2 separate regions of the Canis lupus genome follow, and region 2 is linked to region 1. The links are chromatin contacts, called in public Hi-C maps. All regions are on one chromosome and are shown on one strand. Each heading gives the region's core, a stretch centred on a gene start, on an enhancer-like site or on the middle of the called end of the contact. The rest is flanking DNA. Distances are from core to core; before and after follow the strand shown.

What was found. Hi-C and Micro-C count contacts between places; a contact is called where the count stands out from the background.
Region 2: a Hi-C map of blood shows a contact between it and region 1, with 2.7 times the contacts expected there. The contact joins the promoter of CEP162 here to the promoter of CYB5R4 in region 1. A contact is called at or near these places in 2 of 9 Hi-C or Micro-C datasets (both in blood).

Annotation. Positions count from the first base shown.
Region 1 is chr12:44,385,987-44,392,561 of UU_Cfam_GSD_1.0, reverse strand. It overlaps CYB5R4 (cytochrome b5 reductase 4), which reads right to left and starts at 3,675. Exons shown (of 16, transcript XM_038554645.1): 1 at 3,449-3,675. The coding sequence starts at 3,523.
Region 2 is chr12:44,699,557-44,706,131 of UU_Cfam_GSD_1.0, reverse strand. It overlaps CEP162 (centrosomal protein of 162 kDa), which reads left to right and starts at 3,942. Exons shown (of 29, transcript XM_038554647.1): 1 at 3,942-4,213; 2 at 5,124-5,239; 3 at 6,303-6,365. The coding sequence starts at 5,183. LOC111098344 (a long non-coding RNA gene) reads right to left here and starts at 3,808. Exons shown (of 3, transcript XR_005367444.1): 1 at 3,706-3,808.

The DNA.
Region 1 (6,575 bases), core at 2,426-4,925:
AGAGAGAGAGAGGCAGAGACATAGGCAGAAGGAGACCCAGGCTCCCTGCAAGGAGCCTGATGCGGGACTTGATCTCAGACCCCAGGATCATGCCCTGAGTCGAAGGCTGATGCTCAACCGCTGAGCCACTCAGGAGTCCCAACTTTTTGTTTTTTCAAAATATGCTTTAAATAATATGCTTTTGGATGAGAGATATTACTAATATTTTAACAGTTAAGAACAGTTAAGATAACCTTTCAAAGATGGAATTGAGCTACTGTCTAAACTTATAAGCAGTTTGTAACATAGTACCAGAGGAATATTTAATGTAAAAGAAGGCATGTTCAAAGAAGTCTATTGCTACAGACTGAATGTTAGTGCCCCTCCAAAATTCATGTTGAAATCCTAACCTCCAGGGACATCTGGGTGGCTCAGTGGTTGAGCATCTGCCTTCGGCTCAGGGCATGATCCCGGGGGTCCTGGGATCCAGTCCCACCATCAGGCTCCCTATAGGGAGCCTGCTCTTCCCTCTGCCTATGTCTCTGCTTCTCTCTGTGTGTTTCTCATGAATAAATAAATAAAGTCTTAAAAAAAAAAAAAGAAAAAGAAAAATCTTAGCCTCCAGTGTGATGGTATTAGGAAGTAAGGTCTTTGATTGGTGATTAAATCATAAAGGCAGCACCTTCACGAATGCTACTAATGCCCTTATTAAAAACACCTCAAAGAGTTCCCTCATCCGTTCTGCCATGTGAGGATGTGGGGAAAATATGGCTATGAACCAGGAATCAGGCCTTCATCAGATACCAAACTCACTGGTGCATTGATCTTAGGATTCCCAGCCTCCAGAACTGTGAGAAATAAATTGCTGCTGTGTATAAGCTAGCTTATCAAGCTTATGGTCCTCTGTTAGACTGAATAGACTAAGATATTTATATACCTCACTTTCTGGAATCTCATCTATCGTAGGTATTCATTTATCCCCTAAATAACCTAGTTAATAGGTGTGTGTTAACATTGCAATTTCACATTCCTTCCTACCAATCACATCATCCCATTCTTACCATCCCTGAAACTCTCTAGGTCGCCTGATCTCAATAAATGAAGTAAAATATGAGAATATGATCTTTCCCATCTCAAACCAAAGTCACTCACCTCTCTTGTCTACGTGGATTCCATAATCCACTGGATATTTACACATAGTCTTCCAAAACTGTAAATCTAATCATGGGCCCTTCCTCCTTCAGTGGCTCCCCATACTACCATATAATAATATCTCTAAATTCCCTAGAGTGATTTACCAGGCCCTTTGTATCAATCACTGTTTACCTCACTAGCTCTGAGTCTTAATTTTTGCTCTTTCCTATTACATGCTTTAGCCAAACAGGAACTGATTCCTTGATTGCTATGAAATATCTGCTCCTTTGCCTGGCTCAAGGACCTCCCTCCCACCTCCCAGACGCACACTATCTCCTCCAAGAGACTTCTCTGACTCCAATCCCTCTGTGGTCATAACACAGTTATAGTACTTAATGACATTTATAACTATTTATTAGTCTGTACTGCCTATTAGACTAAACTCCTTGGAAACTGACACTCCATCTCCAGCATGTGGTAGGTTCTCAAAAAATATTTATTTACTAGTGTTAGTAGAAATAGTAGCTATCCTACATACAATGCATACTATGCATTAGACGCTGTCCTCAGAGATTTACACAACAATCACATAACAATCCATAGAATATAAATAAAAGTCTAGGGACGCCTGGGTGGCTCAGCACTTGAGCGGCTGCCTTCAGCTCAGGGCGTGATCCCAGGTCCTGGGATCGAGTCCCGCATCGGGCTCCCTGCATGGAGCCTGCTTCTCCCTCTGCCTGTGTCTCTGCCTTTCTGTGTCCCTCATGAATAAATAAATAAAATCTTAAAAAATAATAATAAACAAATAAATAAATAAAAGTCTAAGAGCAAGTAACACAGTGAGGACTTACCACAGACCAAGACTGTGCTAAGAGAAACATTATCTCATTTAATCCTATGAATAGTCCTATAAAATGGGTTCTATTATTCTCATTTACACCTCAGGAAACCGAAACTCAGACACTAAGTCACGGAAGCTGGGAAAAGAATCTGGATCTTTCTCACTCAAAAGTGTGTGCTTTTAAATATAGTCATATCCTCCCCAACTAGCTTCTATTTTTTCAACCTCTACCCATTTCATACAATCCTGACTCAGGTTCTAACATGTGTAAGATTACCTCACTTTAAAATTCTGAGTTTCCCTTTGAATTGTGCAATAATTGTATTTTGTTCTCTTTTTGGACCCAAAGGTTCAACTTTACCATCACCACCTGTGGACCTTTTGTCTTTGCCTCTGAGCTTTCTTCTTTAAAAGGATGCTGAGAATGTGGTTTTTAGTTTTAATACAGAGGACCAGCAGCTCTTATATTTTAATTCAGATTCTTTCTCCAGAAAGTCTATACTATTTAGCCAAGCATTTAGTTCAAGGAGAGAAACAGGTCAAACATCAAGAAGGAGGGGACAGGGGGATCCCTGGGTGGCTCAGTGGTTTGGCGCCTGCCTTTGGCCTGGGACGCGATCCTGGAGTCCCGGATGGAGTCCTGGGATTGAGTCCCGCATCAGGCTCCCGGCATGGAGCCTGCTTCTCCCTCTGCCTGTGTCTCTGCCTCTCATTCTCTGTGTGTGTGTGTGTGTGTCCCATGAATAAATAAATAAAATCTTTTTTAAAAAGTCTTTAAAAAAAAATACATCTGTGTTCCACCTGTTGCCAACAGTAACCATGTTCCACAAAAAGTTAGGAGTATTCTCTTAGCTTCAAAGTCAGCAAAGGGATACCAATAGAAAAGACATTGTGATAAGGACAGGTAGCAGAGGAAGAAAGGCAGCGTGACTTAGAGAAGCGTCCGCAAACCCACCGGAGGATTTTAGACATTTGCTCTCGCTCCCCGCCCCCATCTTCCCTAGCTCCAGGAGTCCCCACCTTTGGAGGATGGTCACTGGTCAATGTCGCCACTGCCCAACCTTTCCCTTCTCCCACAGAACCCACATCACTCACAACTCCTTCGGGGAGTGCAGAACAAAAGACCGGAGACGAGGCTAGACTGAGGGAAGGAAAGCTAATGAGAACGGAGTGCCTAGGATCCCCGCAAGCACGGTGCTGGCCCTGTCCTATACAACTCCGTTTAATTCGCGGGAAAAGACTTCACCAGAACGGGCTCTGGGGACGGGAAAGGAAAGGGCCAGCAGGTGTGAGAGAGAGACGGGGGTTAGCGGAGTTGGAGGACTGCAGACGGCCGGGCATCAGAAAGGGATCGCCAGCAAAGGCAGGAGGCAGGAAGGCTAGAGCGGAGGACAGGAGGCGGAAGAGGGGGCCGAGGGAGAGAGTGGACCGTTCGGTACGAGGAACCGCCGGCGGCAGACGAGCTGAGCACGACGCGCGGTGTCACCCGCTTACCTTGCTACGCCCCCCGGAGGCGGCCCGCTGCTGCGAGCTGGGGGCCGGGAAAGACTGGGAAGGGACGTTCAGCATCTCGGACCCCTGGCCCGGGCCCTGCCCGGGGTCTCCCGCCGGACAGGATCGCTCCGCTCCACCCCTCGGAGGCCGAACCTCCCGCTCCGGCTCCCAGGCCGGGCAGAGGCCAAGCCCCCGACCCACTTCCGGGGTCGCCCGGGGTGAGGCGCGCCGTGACGCAGCACGTTGAGGCCGTGAAGGGGGCGGAGCCAAAGGACGAGCGCCGCGCCGGCAGGGGCGGGACCCAACCGGAGCGCGTGTGCGGCGTTAGTCCTGCGGCCCGAATTTCAGCACCGCAGAGAGGTGACAGCTATTCCGCGGGAGGATTAGAGACCGAGGGAAGCTGTTCCTTAGCCTTGGTGCTGACAGAACCCGAGCGTGACTTCTACAGACTCCTGCTAACCCGGAGCACGCGCGTCGTCTGTCGTTAAGCCCTACCATCACACTACTTGAAAAATGGGGAGAAAAAAAAACAAAACACTATCAAAGCATTTTGATCTCTCTGCCACTCTTCTCCTCTACAGCACCCGGCTGTACAGGAAAGAAAACGTTTAAGAGTTACGGCGTCAAATGCAAACTGCCACCCTCCGGAGTGACTAATGAAGGAATTAAAAAAAAAAAAAAAAAAAAAAAAAACTTAGTGAGGTCTCCATCCATCTACTCCCAAGTTCTTCCTCCTCATCTCTCTGTCTTCACTGAAAGCTACAGGGAATTGTGTACTGATACAGCCCATCCCCAAATGTAGTGACCGACAGCTATGTCTAAGAGTCAGATAGGTTTAGTTTGAATGGATTCTTTGCATTTAATAAATGAACAGCCTTAGGCAAGTTAATTTAGTATCTCAAAGTCTCATTTTCCCCATTCTGCCTAATCGATTTAGGTCTCAGTAAGAACGAGATGAGCTGTCATATGTCAACTACCTAGTATAGTCTCTGGTTCATAGTAGGCACCCGGGGACCCCTGGGTGGCTCAGCGGTTTAGCGCCTGCCTTTGGCCCAGGGCGCGATGCTGGAGACTCGGGATCGAGCCCTGCGTTGGGCTCCCCGCGTGCTTCTCCCTCCTCCTGTGTCTCTGCCTCTCTCTCTCTCTATGTCTATCATAAATAAACAAATCTTTTAAAAAAAATAGTAGGTACTCAATAAAGGTCAGTGGCTCATCATATTTTTCCGACATATTGAGAGAAGCTCAAATAACTGTGCAGCTAAAAACAAGTCCCTAATGATCCAGATCCATATCGGTGATGTGGTGTGGTTTTTGTGTTTTGCTTTGTTTTGTTTTGTTGCATATCTCTTGGGGGAAACACATATCCTGAGTGTCGAGTCCAGTGAAGGGAAAGTTTTCAGAAGAAATAGAGTTCTAAATAATTCTTCCCATCCATTATTATTACTTTACCTGACTCTGACACGTGATTTGAATTTGCTCTACTTCAACAGCCTGGTCCTTAAAGTGCCTGTAAATCAATGTTTGTAGTATCTTTTCAGTTAGAAGGAAAACCGTGTGATCTATGTAGCCATCAAGTAATAGGCATTTCTTTGCCAGGTAACCATCTCTGACCTTCACCTCTATCCATCATCATTCTGGGATACTAAGAAACGTTTGCAATTAAAATGCTTATTGTATGACTGTATTTGAACTAAAGAAATTCATGACCATATTGGGTTACCCCTACCTTGCAATGTGCTCCTGTTTTCTCTGTCATTTAATGATGATGTATTCTTTTGTAAGTCTACATTTAAAAATGCTAATCACGGAGAATTTATCTCACTGGAAAAAGCGTCCATGACAACATCAGGAGCAAGGAGCCAGAATAAAGGAAAGTGACATTGTTGAATAATGTTTCATATTTGCAGAATGTCTTAGCTCTCCCATGGACAGAAATAGAAAAGATCAAATTCTAACCTTTTGACTCCCCTTTCTTAGACTCCATATGAGTCCTGCTCACTTAAACATTTTTTTTGTTTTAATTCTGAGGATCTCTCAATGAAGTGCTCTAATTATTAAACACCAATGCTATTTTACTACTGGATTTAAGGACAGCAGAGGAGTATTAATGTGAGTATAACTTGTTTCATCATTTATTAAAAATTCCTAAAATTTCATAGCCATGGCATGAATTCCCTTCTCAATTATGGTCAATGATTTAAAGTGTTTTTCACCATCTGCTAGCAAACACATGATATTGTGTGATTGGTAGCATAAGGTGATTTTCTTTATTAACTAAAAATATCCATTTGCAATTACAATATCTAATGGAGATCAGTAGAAAATGCAAGATGTTACAAGATTCAGTCTTGAAAATTAAATATTGTCATTCTTTGCAAAGTTTTAGCTAAATATTTGCAAAATTATAACTAAAATTAAATTTATAATTTGATGAAAAGTTCGAAATTATCTTTTGTAAGCCCCAAATGTTTACAGTCCAATCAAGACATCCATAAATGGCATTTATTTTTAAATTCCAACATTGAATTATAGTGTAGGGGTAAAAAAAAGCCAAACTACTATAGAATTACAAAATATTTCATTTTATTAATAATTTATATACAAATAAATTAGTTTAAAGGATTATGATACATTTGTACACTAAATTTAAGCTTTGAATGTCATCACAAGTAACTAATTAGATTAATTTTCACAGATCAGCTCCTCAATTTCATCTTCACTATCAGAATCTTCATAAAATGAAATTGTGGCTTGAATTGGAAAATTTTTCAGAAGAGCTTCTGCTTCTTGATATAAGTAATCATAACACTTTGATTTTGGCCAAAATAGTCTGAAAGAAGCAGACAACATAATATGCTTTATTTTTTTTCACATTCAGAATCCTTAAACTCATGAAATGTTCAAATTTTAAGAGCTCCACATACTTAACAATTGATGTATGCCTTTACATAGTTTAAAAAGATACTATCTTCGTTGTCATGGGAGTCTACTCATCAAAGTATTAACAACTAGTTAGTCATTTTAAATCTTTATACAATCTATAAATTGGATCAAACAAATTCACACAAAACCCTTTGTGATAAATATTTAGCTTACTTTGAGTATTATGGATATATTTATTCTTACA
Region 2 (6,575 bases), core at 2,693-5,192, 310 kb before region 1:
AGTATTGGCGAAAGGGATCAATTGTACTTCTATCCCTCGGTTCCTAGAAGGACACAGCACCATATGCCAGGCATTGATACAGCACATATGTCTTACCCTTTCTCCAACTTTAGCTTAGCCTTCAATAGGCTAGTCCACTATTGCATTAAGTCATCTGTTTCTGGGTGATATGTGGTCATGCACCCATTGTTTCATGAGTTTTGTCAAAAGTTAATCCCTTGAACAAAAGTAACATTATGGGGAATGCCATGCCAATGAGTAAGGGTATTTTCTAAACCCTGAGTTGGTGGCACTGGTGGAGGCTTTACTGGCAGAGAACGTGAATTCATTACCATACTAGGTTTAAATTCCAGCAAAGATGAATTGTTGCCATTTCCAGGTAGAAGGGGTCTGATAAAGTTACTTTGATATTAAGTGACTGGTTGGTGTCCTTTAGGGACTATATCACATCAAAGACTCAGTATCAATCTCTTTTGCTGACAAGTTGGGCATTTAGAAAACTGATCTATTAGTAATTAGAATACTTATCTAGTACTAGATCAGTATTAGGAAAGGGAGCCCATTCTGTTATGCCCATAAATTGCCTTCTTCCCAGCCACGGTATGTTTTTTCATGGACCAATTGTCCAAAGAGTGGGGGTCTAAAGATGAAGGGAGAGTGTAGCTGATATTCACAGGACAAACTAACCTATTTGGTTGTTGTCTTTCTATTCAGAGAATGCTCTTTTGTGGACATTAACACAAAACAGGACAATCTTCGAGCTATGTGTCACCCTCCCACAGATCTAGCTATATGCCTCTTTTATCCAGATTTCCTTGTCTCTGTTTTTTTAAAGACATTATTTACTTATTTTAAAGAGAGAGAGAGAGAGAGAGTGAGAGAGAGCAAAAGCGAGAGAGAGAACACATAAGCTGGGGAAAGGGGCTGAAGGAGAGGGAGAATCCAGCTTCCCGCTAAACAGGGAGTCTGACACAGAGCTGGATCCCAGGACCTTGAGATCATGACCTCAGCCAAAGGCAGACACTTAACCAACTGAGCCATCCAGGTGCCCCATCTCTGGTTTTTTGATCTTGCTTTATCAAGGCCTCTGACCAAAAGTCCAAGCCATTTGATACTATCCAGTAGTCTACGTATATCTATACCTTAGGTCACTTCTACCAAAACATAAAGTAATTGAAGTGTTCTGCTTGGAGCTCTTCCCACTGAAAGGATTTCCATTCACTATATTCTTTTAAGGATACCTCTGAGTGTGGCAGTAGTATGACAACAGTCTTTTCATGGTTGCCATTAATATGCTACTCTAACCAACATGTGAATAATCCCAGAATATTTTGCTCTTTTATTCATTAGTTCGGATATTTCTAGCCATCATCAGATCTGCTAGATCATATGACCCAAGCTTCCAGCAAGCTTGTACAACTACCATATATGCAGCAGAACTTTCTCTGCTCTAATATCCACATCCAATAAATGGGTTGGTACATTATTCTCCAGTACAGTATATGCTGCCTTTAAAATCAAAATAAACCTACCAAGCACTATGCGTCTTAGTGGCAAGCTCTAATGTGTATCAATTTGTTCTTTACCTTTATCTTTTTGGTCCCAGCATGTCCCAAACAGTAGGTAACCTAAAACTTCACCAATATGGCAGTGCCATAAAGTTTTGTGTGGCTTATCTTCTACTCTCTGGTTTGGATGTGCCTAAGGAAGATAACCTAGAATAATTTCCACCTCCACTCACCAACTACAATTAATGTAAGGCCATCAATATAATAAACCATAATGATATCCTGTGAAATGTCAATACAAATTTCCTACAGATTACATTCTGATAGAGTACAATGAGAGTTAGTTTAGCCAATGGGGTTTGAAACAGTGCATGTGAATGATTGTCCCACCCAGATGCATGCCAACTGCTTTCACGCTTCTACTGAAGAGAATTTAAAAGACCATATTTACTAGGTAATAGTAGCATGCCAAGTGCTGTGAACTGTGTTGATATCTTCCAGTTAAGCAAATATGTCTGACACAGCAGCTGAAATTAGTGCCGGCACTTGCTTAAGTTTACTGTAGTCCATGGTCATCCAAAACCCATCTATTTTTCTGTAGGATCCAAAAAGATTGAAGACGGATATGCAGGGTTTACTATCCCTACAGCCTTAAAGTCTTTCAGTGTGGTGCTAATCCCTGTCATTCCTCCCAGGAAGTGGCATTGGTTTTGATTTGCTCACTTGGATGGGAGTGGGGTATATCTAGGGGGTTCCACTTGGTTCTTCCTACCATAATGGCTCCACAGATCAGGAACCAACACAGTAATTCGAGTTCTTCCAGTTATAAGTTTACTTGGCTATCTTATATATCTCAATTGTTCATTGGGGGTGGGGATACAATCACAGGGAAGGCCACTGACCCACTGTACCTTTGTGAAACATACTTGGGCTAGAACTCTTATTTTCATCTGGTCTCCATATGCTACCACTCTAACTGGAAGACTATTATGGGATTTCAGTTTCCCTGACACCAGTGGCAGTTCATACCCCTTATCCAGCACTGTGTAAAAAGCCTGAGAATTCTTATTTCAAAATTTGTGTAAAAAATGGATCATGCCCACTGTCCATTCCAAAACTCTCCAAATACAAAAACAACTACGAACTAGTTAAGAGATCTGTTTTAAATTGTACTGGCTAGTTTTAATATCTAGAAGTAACTAAAAAGTTATGGAATCTAAAATTTGTCTAAGGTGATAAGAAAAGTGATAGAAGTATTTAACACAGCTCTGTTTAAAAAAGTGATCATTAAAAATAAAATAACACTATGTTTATACTCCAAAAAGTTGAGATGTCTCAGAAAACTGGTTATGGTCCAACCTGTTGGGTGATTTTCTCGAGCTGTATTCAGTGGCTCCAGAGCAGGTGTTTTATTGGGTAGGCATGCTCCAAGGGCACTGGGGCAAAGCTATTGAAAGTATTTGCAAAACGCTTTTGGAAGGATGATAGAACAGAAGCTGGATAAGAGAGGAGGTGAAAACAAGTCTTGGATTCTGGTTTAGCCACTATGGCTTTGAGCAAGTCATTAACCTCTCTGCTTCAGTTTTCTCATCTATAAAATGAGGACAACTTCAAAGAGACATTGTGCATCTTTTTACGTGGATTCCTTCGGATTGAGTACAAGAGTGTAAGTGCATTAAGTGAAATAATGCACGTGAAGCTCCTATCAACCTATGTATTCAATAAATAGTAGCTTTTAAAAAAAAAAAAATCTCATTATTCAAATCTTTGTCTGAGGGCACAGCTCCTGGCTGTATGCATTTGTATCACAATAAACACTTGCCGGTTGAAAAGTTTGGGCTGGTGAGAATGAAGTCCTTAACCTATGTCTGCCAGTGGCAATCCTTTCAACTGGTACTTTACTTCCACCTTCCTAAATGACGTCCTCTGAAACTGAAACTTGCGTGTGTTTTAGAGGAAGAAAGGGCAAAACTAAAATTCAAAATTCAAGAAAAATAATTGTAAAACGCCACTACAGAGTGGGAGGGAGTAAGGGGAGGGTAGAGGGAAGCCACAGACATGCTCCAAGACGAGCAGCAGGTTGGGATGTGCGTGTGTATTTTCAATTGTTTGCCCACTAGATGGTGGAACAGAGCCCCTATCCTCATGACAAAATTCTTTCTCACGGATCTGAGTTTCTCTCACAACGCCTACTCACGGGTTTGCACGTAGAGGAATCCAATAATTTTTTTTTTTTCCTTCAAATTTTCCGCTCGGAAAGCGGAACCGAAACCACAAAGGTGGGGAACGTTAGAAGAAACGAGACGTGCGGAGATACAAGGACTAAGGGAGCTAAACTACATTTCCCAGGAAGCTACGGGCTCGGCCTACAACACCCAGCATGCCTGGGTTCCGCCTCTCGAGAACCGCCCCCCTCCCCGCCCCCGCGCGCCCTCCACTTTTCCAAGGAGCACAGAAAAGGCTGTGGAGTCTCGTTGGTGCAGCAGCGACGGCTCTTACCCTCCAAATTATTCTGAGCCGCAGCAACTGCCACCTTCTCGTAGCGGAGAAAAGACAGTAACTGCTGTCCCGTGGGGCCCGCAAGCCACGTGACCGGCCCGAGTCATGTGACTCGGGTTTCAGGCGGCCGAAGTGTGTTACCCTGGTAACTGTTGGGCCCTCCCCGCAGACGTTTGGGATGGCGCGGAGCTGGAGCTCAGAGACAGGTAGGTGAGGCTTCCCGCTCGGTTGACCCTGACCGAGAGTGTCCTCAGACCCGCTCCCCTCCTCCGCCCACGCTCCATTCAAGTGCGTCTTTGTCTTCCGGCCGCTCTGGAACCCGCGCTTCCTGGAGCCGGGATCCCCCTCCGCCCAGGGTCTTGGGGCAGGACCTTAACTGCACACACATCCTACACTGATCAGAAATGCTAAAGAGGCCGGGAGTTGATATTCTGCAGGTTGGGAAAAATACTGGCCGGGGTTCTTTAAACGAATGAATTGGGTTCATTAGACAGGTGGGGAGAGCTTTGTGTTACAAGTTATGCATAGTTTTGTTGCCTTTCCCTCCCTCCAAAGGGAACACAATTCGTTTTGATCTGTACACTCCACTAACTCTATTTTAGGTAGACCTTGAATCTTAATGAATTGCATTTTGTCTGTATCCAGAAACAGTCTGGTTTGCAAGACTATTCATATGCACTGATAACAGACCGAATGATAGGGCGACACAAACTCTGTCCTGTGCTTTGCAGAAAAGAAATGGCCTTTTGGACTTGCTATTTTTAAATTTTTGACAGATTCCTTGAGAGGACCTGATTTGTTTCAGGGAATATTAAATAACACACACACACACACACACACACACACACCATAGGTTTAGGAAATGTTGCGGAGACCACCCTTCAACAATTGGGTGTTAACAATGAAAATGTAATTCTGGACCCTAAGTACAGTGCAAACTGTAAGAGCTGCTTTTCCAAAGCAGTTTTATTCATGAATTCAGGATCTCTTGTCAAGGTTATTGGTCAATAATTGTGCATGTATACTAAACCATAAGACAAATGTCTGAGGATTAAGTCTGGTTGCTCATAATGTGATATTAATTTCCTCAGAGCATACTTATCTCTTGTTATTTAGTGTTTCCAGTGTTGTAAATACTTTGGAATGTTTACCTTGGGAAGTGAAAATTCTTGATTATGGCTCACTATTCCAAAGAAGAGCTGGATGAAGAGTTTGAGCAGTTCATGAGAGAGGTAAGTTTTATCTTTTTAAAAGCTACATTGTGAACTTTGTAAACTTGTGTCACAAGAAATTCATCTTTCAGTTCTCTTTCACTTCTAATATGCAATCAGTTTGACAACCTTGAAAATAAAGCAGCCAGTTATTTTATCAGCAAAGTGGGTTTATTTAGGAATGACAGAGAAACTACCATTCAAAACATGCAGGCTATGGCAAAACCATAGGCAAATCCTGAGACCAAAGGAGAGGAACCATTACTTTACAGAGAAAATGAGAAAAGTTGGGAAGGGCTTCCTTGAATGAAAGTCCATTGTAGGAGAGAGAGAGTTCAGGGTGGTCACAGTTTCTCATTGGTGGAGTTGTGGCTGTTTCTTACTGGCTGCGCTAGTTGCTCTGCTTGGGGAAATTCATTCTTTCCTTTGCTGGAAAATGCAAAGGTTCCATTTCTTGCCAGTGGGTTCTGCAATTGATGATGAGTTAATAGCGCATGAGAGCTCCCCCTTCTGGCCTCCTGATTGTATTTCAAATGTTTTCTTTACTTTCACATTATTCCCTTTTGATCCAGATCTTTCCTCAAAAGCATCAGTGACCAAGAGTTGGGTCATCCATGTCTCAGTGCCAGAAAGGACCTTTCTTGGGTGTCATGTCCCACGCCAGAAAGTGTATAGCAGTTAGAACCCATTTTGGACCATATTTGAATAACGAGGAAGGTCCTTAGGAAGGAAAACTCTCAGGCATTTCCCATACAAAGTCTATATCTTTTTGAAGTCATATGCGTAAGAGATCATCTTGAAGTGGTGAGCTAGCATCACCTTATTGGGTACATAGGTTTCTACAAAGTTTGACAAGCAACTGATGCAAAACTTAAAAATTATTATACAAAACATAACTAAAAGGAACATGACAATTCCAAAATGTATGATGGTTCTGAACCGTGACCCTAGGTCTGAAGAAAGCCATCTGAACAAAAGACCAGCGAGAATCATGTGAAATTCAGCATTAGTCATGTGCTTATCAAATTCAGTAGTCAATGTGCTTATCCCCTAACTTTGTGCAATTGAGTTTCTATTTTTCCAGAAAAGTTTATCCATGTGTAGTAAGTGGTGTCTGCTATCACACATATGCCTCCTTGCTCAGCAGGTAAGTAATACAGAGCTATGTGATTGTTCAAAACTACTTTAGCCAACGAGCTGAATAATCATTGTTGGGTTACTATTGTTTTGGCTGTAGAATTGACCAGCTCTCTTAATTTTAGGGAAAATTTTCTGATTGTGTCTGTTAGACTTACTCTGCAGGGAGAAAGTTTCTCTCTATGGAGGCAAACCTGGAATTTCATGCCTCCTGGAAGTT